Linked DNA regions of Siniperca chuatsi: region 2 is linked to region 1. A link is a contact called in public Hi-C data. All regions are on one chromosome and are shown on one strand. Each heading gives the region's core, a stretch centred on a gene start, on an enhancer-like site or on the middle of the called end of the contact. The rest is flanking DNA. Distances are from core to core; before and after follow the strand shown.

Evidence for each region. A called contact is a pair of places that touch in the nucleus more often than the background predicts.
Region 2: a Hi-C map of skeletal muscle shows a contact between it and region 1, with 7 times the contacts expected there. The contact joins the promoter of LOC122863993 here to the promoter of ctps1a in region 1. A contact is called at or near these places in 2 of 3 Hi-C or Micro-C datasets (skeletal muscle and an unstated tissue).

What each region holds. Positions count from the first base shown.
Region 1 is chrLG17:24,153,766-24,158,481 of ASM2008510v1, forward strand. ctps1a (CTP synthase 1) reads right to left here and starts at 2,209. Exons shown (of 19, transcript XM_044170946.1): 1 at 1,991-2,209; 2 at 394-575; 3 at 124-294; 4 at 1-31. The coding sequence starts at 562.
Region 2 is chrLG17:24,331,817-24,336,532 of ASM2008510v1, forward strand. LOC122863993 (schlafen-like protein 1) reads right to left here and starts at 2,190. Exons shown (of 5, transcript XM_044170973.1): 1 at 2,064-2,190; 2 at 1,315-1,733; 3 at 740-836. The coding sequence starts at 1,713. LOC122863994 (a long non-coding RNA gene) reads left to right here and starts at 2,276. Exons shown (of 3, transcript XR_006375126.1): 1 at 2,276-2,453.

The sequences.
Region 1 (4,716 bases), core at 959-3,458:
TCCTGGATGGCATCTGTGATATGTGGCACCACTGGAAAAGAGCGAAAAACACTAAATCATTCCCGGCTAACCATTTCTCTTCAGCATGGCACCCTCTTCAAAACTCAAACAGCGGTTGTTTACCCTGCACGGTCTTGCCCAGGTAGTCTCCCCTCCTCTCTTTGTTGATGACGGACTGATAGATCTTGCCGGTGGTCAGGTTGTTGTCTCTGGTCAGCCGGATGTCGAGGAAGCGTTCGTAGTTCCCCAGATCCAAGTCCACCTCACCCCCGTCATCCAGCACAAACACTTCCCCTGGACAAAGTTGGCATGACGCAATCGTAACACATACATAACATGTGGTTGTTTCATTATGAATGTGTTGAATGAGAATGATCACTTCCTCTGACATACCATGCTCATAGGGTGAAAATGTGCCCGCATCTATGTTGATGTAAGGGTCAATCTTGATGGCAGTTACACGCAGGCCGCATGACTTCAGGATTGTGCCCACACTGCTCGCAATGATGCCTTTGCCAATGCCTGAGATGACTCCTCCGGTTACCAGGATGTACTTCATCATTGTGCTCTGGTATCTGGAGATAAAACCAAACAGCAGACCATGTAAAACTATTCATTCAGAGGATAAAAGTCATCATAGACATTGTATTGTGCTGTGGGAAAATTGTTTTTGGTATTACTGTATTTGCGATTTACAGTACAAGGACCACTGCAGTGCAACACTGAAAAGGTAAAGGGGGGGTAGATTGTAACTGCTAATGAAGGCCACAAGATGTAGCTGAAAGCTCCGAAAGTAATCTAGTAAGTGAACCTTGAGTTAAGAATTTTATCCAAACAACATTTTATTATTTACAAGTGCATTATCTTGTGTAGGGCTATTGTACTACATTATATTTTACTGTATGGGTACATTGAATTTAGAAAATATAAATATGTTTATTAATTAAACACTTAATATTTTTTTCTGCAGCCTGTCTGATTCTTAACTAATCGGTATTTAGATATTTGACAGGAAATATTTAGACTGGCCTTTAACGTTAGCTATTAGCTCACAATAAGGGTTGAGAACATTTCTGTAAAAGACAATTTCGCTATTTAGCTAACTAAAACAATGGCTAAACCTCCATGTCCGTGTTCTACAACGTGGACCCAAAGTAGCTGTTGCCAAGGTAACTAATTGGGAGCCGAACAAAAAATAAACCTTTGCCGCCTAAAACCACTACTTACAAAAACTCGGAGGTCACCAAATTTAACAAGTAGGGTTTGTGTAAAGCTGAAACCTAAAAGTTTTTCACCAAATAAAGCATGGCACATTGGAAGCGCTCGGTTACAAACACAGCAAGGGCCGAGCGGGTGGGAATTTCCGGATTCCCTTATATTACAAGACTACAAGTGAGCGAACCGCCCGTCCAGGTAACCATTTTCCTTAAAGTCAACGTGACCAAAGTAATACCGCCAGCGCAATTAGCTAGCTTTTGGCTAACTGTTAGGGGTAACGTTAGTAATATCGGCGTACAAGAATTACTATCAGACAAACCAAGGCCTCTTTTGGTGTCTGCAGTGGAAAACAGACACATTCAACGTTTGCTGAACAAAGCACTACCGCTGTAGGGTAGCTAACATGCTCTCCATTTCTAACAACTGCATCAAGCTCGCCAACTTACATGTGACCAGATTACCCGGCAATGCATTCAAAATAAAAGCGAAGTTAGCTATTTATTAACTTTTATACGAATGGCATTGCAACAAAACAGCGAAATAGTTAAAATTGACTGTCTATTCCAGTATTATATACTCTATTTTGGGTTACGAGACTACAGCTAAAATACAATAAGTCATTACAATACACTGCTACATTCTTGGTATTTCTAACATAATTTTATTTTCATTCTTTTTAACCGGAAGTCATACTTATTTATTGTATATAGCTTGTAAGATAACAGTATTTGCTAGCTAGCCAACAGCCTCTGTTAACAGCGTCAAAACTCACCAAAGTATTCTTCAGCCAGAGCTGCCCTTCAAACCAAATCGTCGATGACGAAAACAGTTTACAAGACCTTTGGCCAGAGACGAAATTTCGATCCAACTAACAACGCCTTTGCTACTGTGCTGACCCTACAGACTATCTATCCTCAAATTGACTCTACACGTGTATGGACCACGATTCAGGGCTGCAGTGCATCATTTATTACACTTACAACATTGTGCTACCTTCATGTACGCCTCGTAAACTGCTGCTGCACACTTGGGAATGTTTCATTCATCTTTGACGTGTGTATGTCACTTAAAGGGACTCACAAGTATAAATTGTCAAGACGCAGAAGTTTAAAAAAAAAAAATGTTATTCATTTTGGTTCCTCTCGCTCTCGATAATAACCACAACGATACACCATGGCATTCATTGATGATAAAATGACCATTAGGCTGTTATTTTATTTTATATTATTTTATTGGTTTTTATTTTAAACTTGATATTTGGGTGCCATCACCAAACCCCAATGTGAAAAGATTTTTTAGCAGTATTTAATATCTAAACACTATGGTGAACTGTAATATGTAGTGCTAACTGCTGTATATGTGAAACGTGTCTTGAAATGCATGAAAACTAAAACTTGGACAATGTTTGAAATAAGAAAATACAATTTTATATTATTCACTAATCTATTAATGCTAGTGACTGAGCTTCAGCAAATATTAGCACAAGAATAAAGGTCTATAATAGTAATATAATAATCCTATAGCAAATTTGGTGTATTAAATAAAACACAACGGTTTTCGTACTACGATGTACAGTATGCACAGCATGTCAAAGATAATATTTTAAAAAACCACCTGTACTATAAATTGTTAATACAGATTCCATGCTCGTACCACCTCCAAGTTAACGTAGTAATACTACAATGTGAACACAATTAATTCCAAATAAACGTCATGCATTCAAAACTGTACTTAAGTGAAAGGGCAGAATTATTAGAAGCAAAATGTCCTTAAAGTTTCAAAAATAAATGTACTCATAATGCCTTTCAGAGAGTTATATTATTATATATGCAATATTACTGGATTATTATTAACATGTAAGCAATACTCCAATGTTGTAGCTCTGCCCTATTCAGTTAGCGGCCCAGGAGCAACCTCCGAGTGGCCCAGCGTACATAAATCTGACATATGACTGAATAAGTAAACTGCATATATAGTGTATGGAAGGAGCTGACGAGGGAGCCTTCCTTCTCGTCTCTGTTGAGCGCCGCACATGCGCAGTGCTGATCGGGCGGGCTGTTTACGGATGTAGCGACAGCGGCGCTAATCGTATCTTTCACAAGTCAGCGTGATGTCACGTGAGCGCCGACCGGCTCAGTAGCTTTTCAAACCACCTGGCTGCTGACGGTCACAACAAGTGCTCTACTGAAAATGTGCCTCTGTCAACCCTGACACGTAAATTTGACAATGAAAACCGTCAGTTTACGTTATTACCTTATTTTACCGCCATTTCCAAACGCCTGCTGTTTTTTTTTACTACTTTTGTTTAAAATACGTCATTACCAAAAGCTACAAAGGTTTAAAAAAAGCTTCTGAAAATATCTGGCCCAACTGAATTTGTAATTGAATAGCCCTGCTGTAGCTGGTCGATGTGAAGGTAATTTTACTTGCTTTATATACACTATTGAACAGTTCCTTCTATGCAGTAATGCAACAATGCATCATATTTGATCAACTATGATATGTTTTGGATGTAAAATCTTCCTCTGCAAAGTAACTGTACTGTAGTAAAAGTGAAGTAAAAGTACAGATTTTCCTCTGAATTGAAGTGGAATAGAAGTATTAAGTAACATGAAATGGATATACTTAAGTAAAGTACAAGTACCTCAAAACTTTACTACACCATAATACTTAAATAAATGAACTTAGTTACTATGCACCACTGTCTACATCTTTAACAAGTCCCTCTCATGTAGCCTACTATGACTTTTCCTGGCCGTTTTATTTTAATGAGCGCCTGAAGGCAGCACACTTTCCATTTATGAATCGGCAGGGGGCGCTCATGTTTCACGTTTGAAGTCATGTTGGACAAGAGAAGGAAAAAAAGTTGTATTTTCCTCATGTATAAAGAGCGGATAAAGAAGACTACATGTTTGGTTGAGCTTTACAGATTGTATTAGGTATTTATCGGCTTTAAATTATTTAGTTTAGAGCTCCTTGCATTGTTCATATGTTATTTCCAAGTGGCAGAGAATCCAAACAAATCCATTTGTTCACATCTTTTATTTTCTTAAATCAATAAAGAATAACTAGAATACATTAATATAACTCCAGGAATAGAATAAGCTTAATTACTACTGTCAGAGCCATTTTGTCCTGACAATAGATGTAACAGTTTGACTCCACTGATAATGTAAGCTGCAGCTCAGAAGCGACAGAGCGAGGCTGAATTGATCCCGCAGCAGAAACACTTTAGTGGTCGGAGGCACAGAGATGTTTTCCTGTGGGGTTACACACAGGTTCCTTTTTCTCTCCCTGACACAAAACAACACTTTCTGCACACTCTGCTCCATATAATAAATGGCCACAGTCCAAAGTGGTTAGTTACAGTGTACTGTGGAAAGGTCAATGGTCCTGTGTTGTGGATCGCAGGGTATTATCCTCATTGTGCTCAGTGAGATATAAAGTCCAGGCAGGGAGCACTGCAGTCTCAATTTTGTCAAACTGTGACTCGTTCAG
Region 2 (4,716 bases), core at 940-3,439, 180 kb after region 1:
CCATACACCCCGACTCGTCCACTACGCTCTGCTGCTGCCAGCCGGGCCCAGCTTCCGCTCAACAAACCACGAGACATCAGGACAGCAGAAACTGTTCTTCCGTCGCTCATCTGTTTCAACTGTAAAATCTCTTTCTCTATCTCTTATTGTTTCTAAGTGTAGCACTTGCAGCATTTCAGCGTATTTGATGAAGTTGATGTTCTTGCATGGTTCTTACAATTTTTGGGTTGTATCCACATGGTTGAATGCACTTATTGTAAGTCGCTTTGGATAAAAGTGTCAGCTAAATAAATGGAATGGAATGGATGGTGGCTGCACAAAGCCCAGACCCAGAGACTGGGGTGTGTTTTCTGAGTGAGGTTTAGGCAACAAAAGCACTTTGGTTAGGGGAAATGTCGAACTATTCCTTTAAGCTAAAGCCAGACTCTGTCTGGGTCTGGGTGGGTTTTGTCCATCCACACAGCAACATGAGACCAATGTTTTCTAATGTATGCACTTTGGAATGTTTTTGAAAAGATCATAAGATCAAAAAGACGTTATTTTAAAGTTTCATAAATTCAAGCTAATACTGAAACAATTGGCCAGTTAATTAATAATCATCATAGTCAGTTGACAGAAAATTAGACTATTAGACGGAACAATAAATCAAAAAAATAATCCCTATTGTCCACCCAAGGAGACTGATTTTTAAAGGGGTCTATCTTGTTAGCTGTAAATTGTGTTTACAGTGTAACCTTACCGCCACCTTGTTTGAACTCGATGCTGCGTGTCTCATTGCCAATGTGGGCTCCATAGTGGAGCCACCGGCAGCTGGTGATGTCCTGTCCTCTGATAGACTGGGTGTCACAGAGAGAGAATATAGCACACTGGGTCAGTGAGATTAGGTCAGAGAAGTTACATATTGTTGTTCCAGTTACAAAAAATAGGCTTTCACCATCATAATCTTAAAAAAAAACTGATTAAATTGAAATAGTGAACATAATCAAAAAATGGCAGTGGAGTAGTGTATGCTCTAGGCAAAAGCAAGGCTTAAAGAATATATATAAATATGTTGTTGACCACGTATTTAAAAAATAATAATTATGAACTCTTACTTAAATTGAGAAAAATGAAAGTCACGTATTCTTAAAAATGTTGTGACTAAAACATTTCTTCTTGCAATTTACTGCTTTACAATGTTTTTGTATATAAGCCAACATTCATGCTACTGTAATCTGTGATATTGGTGATAATATTGGCCTGCCAATGTATCAGTCAGTTGGTATTCATTGCTATCATTATAGACAATGTCACCATCAGCACTTCTGATTTCACCTTCGCTGGTGTTCCTTGGTTTGCTCTCTGGTTTTGAACTTTGGGTCTCTGTGGTTGAGGATTGCGGGTTGAACGCCCAGAGCGTCTCTTCTGTTTTGCCCATTTGGAGGTCCCTAAGGTCCCTCTGGTTTTGCCTTTCTTCTTATAAAGCCCTCTCCATCTCCAGGAATGATTGTAGCCAGTCCCTTTCTGTTTCTTAGCTGGACTGGCGATTGGTGAGCCAGCAGGAGTGGAGACGTTAGATCGGTATGATTGTGACTGAGAGGTCCCCACATGAGCTGATGTGGATGGAATCGGGGAGTAAGATGGCCGCCTCAGACGGCCACGGGACTTTTTGGATGATGTACCTGGGATCTTCCCTCTCCCCTTCATTTTCCTCTTCCAAGGCCGATGATGCATTTAGCTGTGAATTACAACAGCTGCTTGACAATGCAGCAAAACAATAACATAGAAAGCTATGAATTTTCCAGGTTTACATGTGAGTTTTTACACATACAGCACGTTGTCTGGAAGCTTATTGTGTGTGATTCAGCATAAGATACACAGCGTGAGATGATAATAAGGGGGCGTCAGTGTGCTAAATAGATAAATGAACACGAGGAGGCTTGATAAATCATAAAGTCAAGGCTGATCAAAACAATGATCAATCAAAGCCATGAGGCATGGCGAGGGAGCACTCTGCCACTACGCTGATGATGACAAAACTTATGAGTGTGTGCAAATATACAGCAGTGAACCGAGCATCTTACCTTTTCCTGCTGTGCTGGGGAAAGTCAACCTGTTGGGGCTTTGAAAGTGATTGTCTAAACTGTGGATGAACCTCAAGTGTACTTCAACACTGAGAACCTCTTTACGACATCATTTCAAATTATGATGCATCACGGAATGGAATTCTCCTTATGTTAGCATTAGAATGCCCAAACTGTATCTCGTGTTTGTCTCCCAGGAGTGTAGTTAATACAGTCAGGTTACGAGGTTTTTGGAGAGAAACCACATCAGATGTAATGAATCAAGCTCGGTTTGGACATTTGACACTGACTCTACAACAGTGCATTCCAAATGACCTAAACAACGCTGGGCAAAGTAGGCAACTGTCACAGGGCCCAGACTCCAGGGGGCCCAGAAGCCCTTCACTTAAAGTCAGTTGGTTTGTGATAATTTGATTAATTACCAGATTGTGTATGAACATGATTACACACAACTGAAATGACAAGGACCTTATTTATTTTATTGGGGTCCTGCAGAACCTGGAACCTCTGAAAAAGCTAAAAAAAAAACACATCCTTAACATTGTTTTATCAGCTTAATACTTTAAGACTTTTTCTAATGTTATGAGAATTGCCTAAAAATATGATTTTGTAGTCTATTTAGATTTCTGTGATTGGGGTTTTATACTTCCCCAAGTGACCCCCAAACGTAGGTAATGTCACCATGTAGAAATAATACACCTTTCTTTCTCTGTTAATGACTTCAGCACATGATATATATATATATATATATATATATATGGAATTATGTATTTGTTCATGCATGCTCATGTAACAAATAGAGGAAGTGAAGCCAGTTTCACTTGCTGTAGAGTTTAAAAGCTGCACATTTGTGTATTCTAGGACAAGAGTACTGGTTGGTTTGTGGGGCTCAAGGCAAAATATGATTAACATACCATGCATGTTCTACTGTGTGCACAGTACTTGATACATAATGCACATATAGTTGAAGGAGATGGGGGTCAGCACGGACCCTCGTCTCATTTTTGCCCCAGGGCGTCCTGGCAGGTTAATCCGTAAGTCGTATTTGCACACAAATAGAGTTTAGCCTCATTTATTAAACCTCGCCTCTTTTTCCATGCCATTTACTAACTAAATAGTGGAATGCACACAAGCACATTTTCACTGTCTGAGGAAGTGAAGCAGAACACTGAGCACAAACAGTCTGCTGTGCAGCTGTAACACTTTACCTGCCGTGGTGCTCATTCAACATTGTAAAGCATCATGAAAGCAGTATGAGCATGTTGTAAGTGCATGATAATCACTATAATCAGAGCATAATATCATGAAAACAATATGTAAGGGTGTTTGAAGTAGAGTTCTAGTCTGTTTAATGAGTCGCTGTTAAACAACCACTTGAGGTCAGTGTTGTTCTAAGTTAAGAGCCATGTTTCCCCCGGCTTGTGTCGATGTCCTGAATCTGAGGTCAACACATGCGAACCCATCCGGTGACCTCAGTGAGGAGAGGCCATATGCTGCTCCAGCCTCAGAGGAGCCGAGATGATAATATGATGCTAAGTGTAAGCAGTGGCAATCCGATGATGCCTGAAACAAAGGCTCTGTGAAGCATGGAGCAATGTCAAGGCAACAGCTTTTATGCAACTGAAATACAATGGGAATCATTTGTAACACAAACACGGAACTGGATTTCATAATGGACAAAATTCAGAGGAAACACTGTAGCAGAGAGTTGCTGGAGGGCAGAAATTGATTACACCAAATGGTTTCATGTCAGTTTTGTGTATTCATGTAAATAGGATTTCAAGCCACATCTTCCATGTGAGGGCTGGTTTTGTTTGTGGAATATTTTCCTCTCTAATTGGGATGATTTCTAGTGAATGACATCATGTTTAAGTTGATCTATCTTATATTGGAACCTCTTCAGAAAGACCCCTTGTCTTTGGCTTATAGTATTTAACCCACACCTACTGTGCGGGCTGCAGCCTCAGTTTCATAAATCCAAATCCTAAAAGTTGCCACCCTGATCAGCCACCAAAAAATTCTGTAAATGTTATCTCCCTAAATACTGTTTCAAAGCCCTCTTCATATTGCAAGGATATATTTCAATGTGGGGAAATATTAGTGTATCCCATTATTATATTCAATTTTTTTGTCTAAAATTGTCTAATTAATCAATTCAGCCTTCAAAACCCACCATGTGTAACATATACGTATTGGAGAATGTAGACTCCTCTTCAGGTTGGTAAAACCCTGCAAAGTCCCAGACATTTGTTACAGATATGGAGCTGCAACTAATCACTATTTTCATTATTCATCTGTTTATTATTTTCTCTATTAATCAATTCACAGTTTGCTACGATGGAAGAAAATAATTTTTCACCGCTCCCTTAGTTACTGTTGCTTCGCCTGTCAAGCTTTCGGGCACATATGCAGGTTACAATGATAACGGTGGCACATTCACCACTTGAAACAAACAATGGGCCCACAATTTAAGATTGAGGTAGACAAAAGCAGGCCTATCATTTGTATATTTTGCTGAAATGACAACCATAGAGTGCTGCAGGAATGAGTCCCAAAACCCGGAAATGAGTTAGCATTTTTGCACGCGTCTCGAAGTCAATGGGTTTGAATGGGTTCCTCAGGTAAGATGCCTGAAATGAGGTCTGTGGTTAAC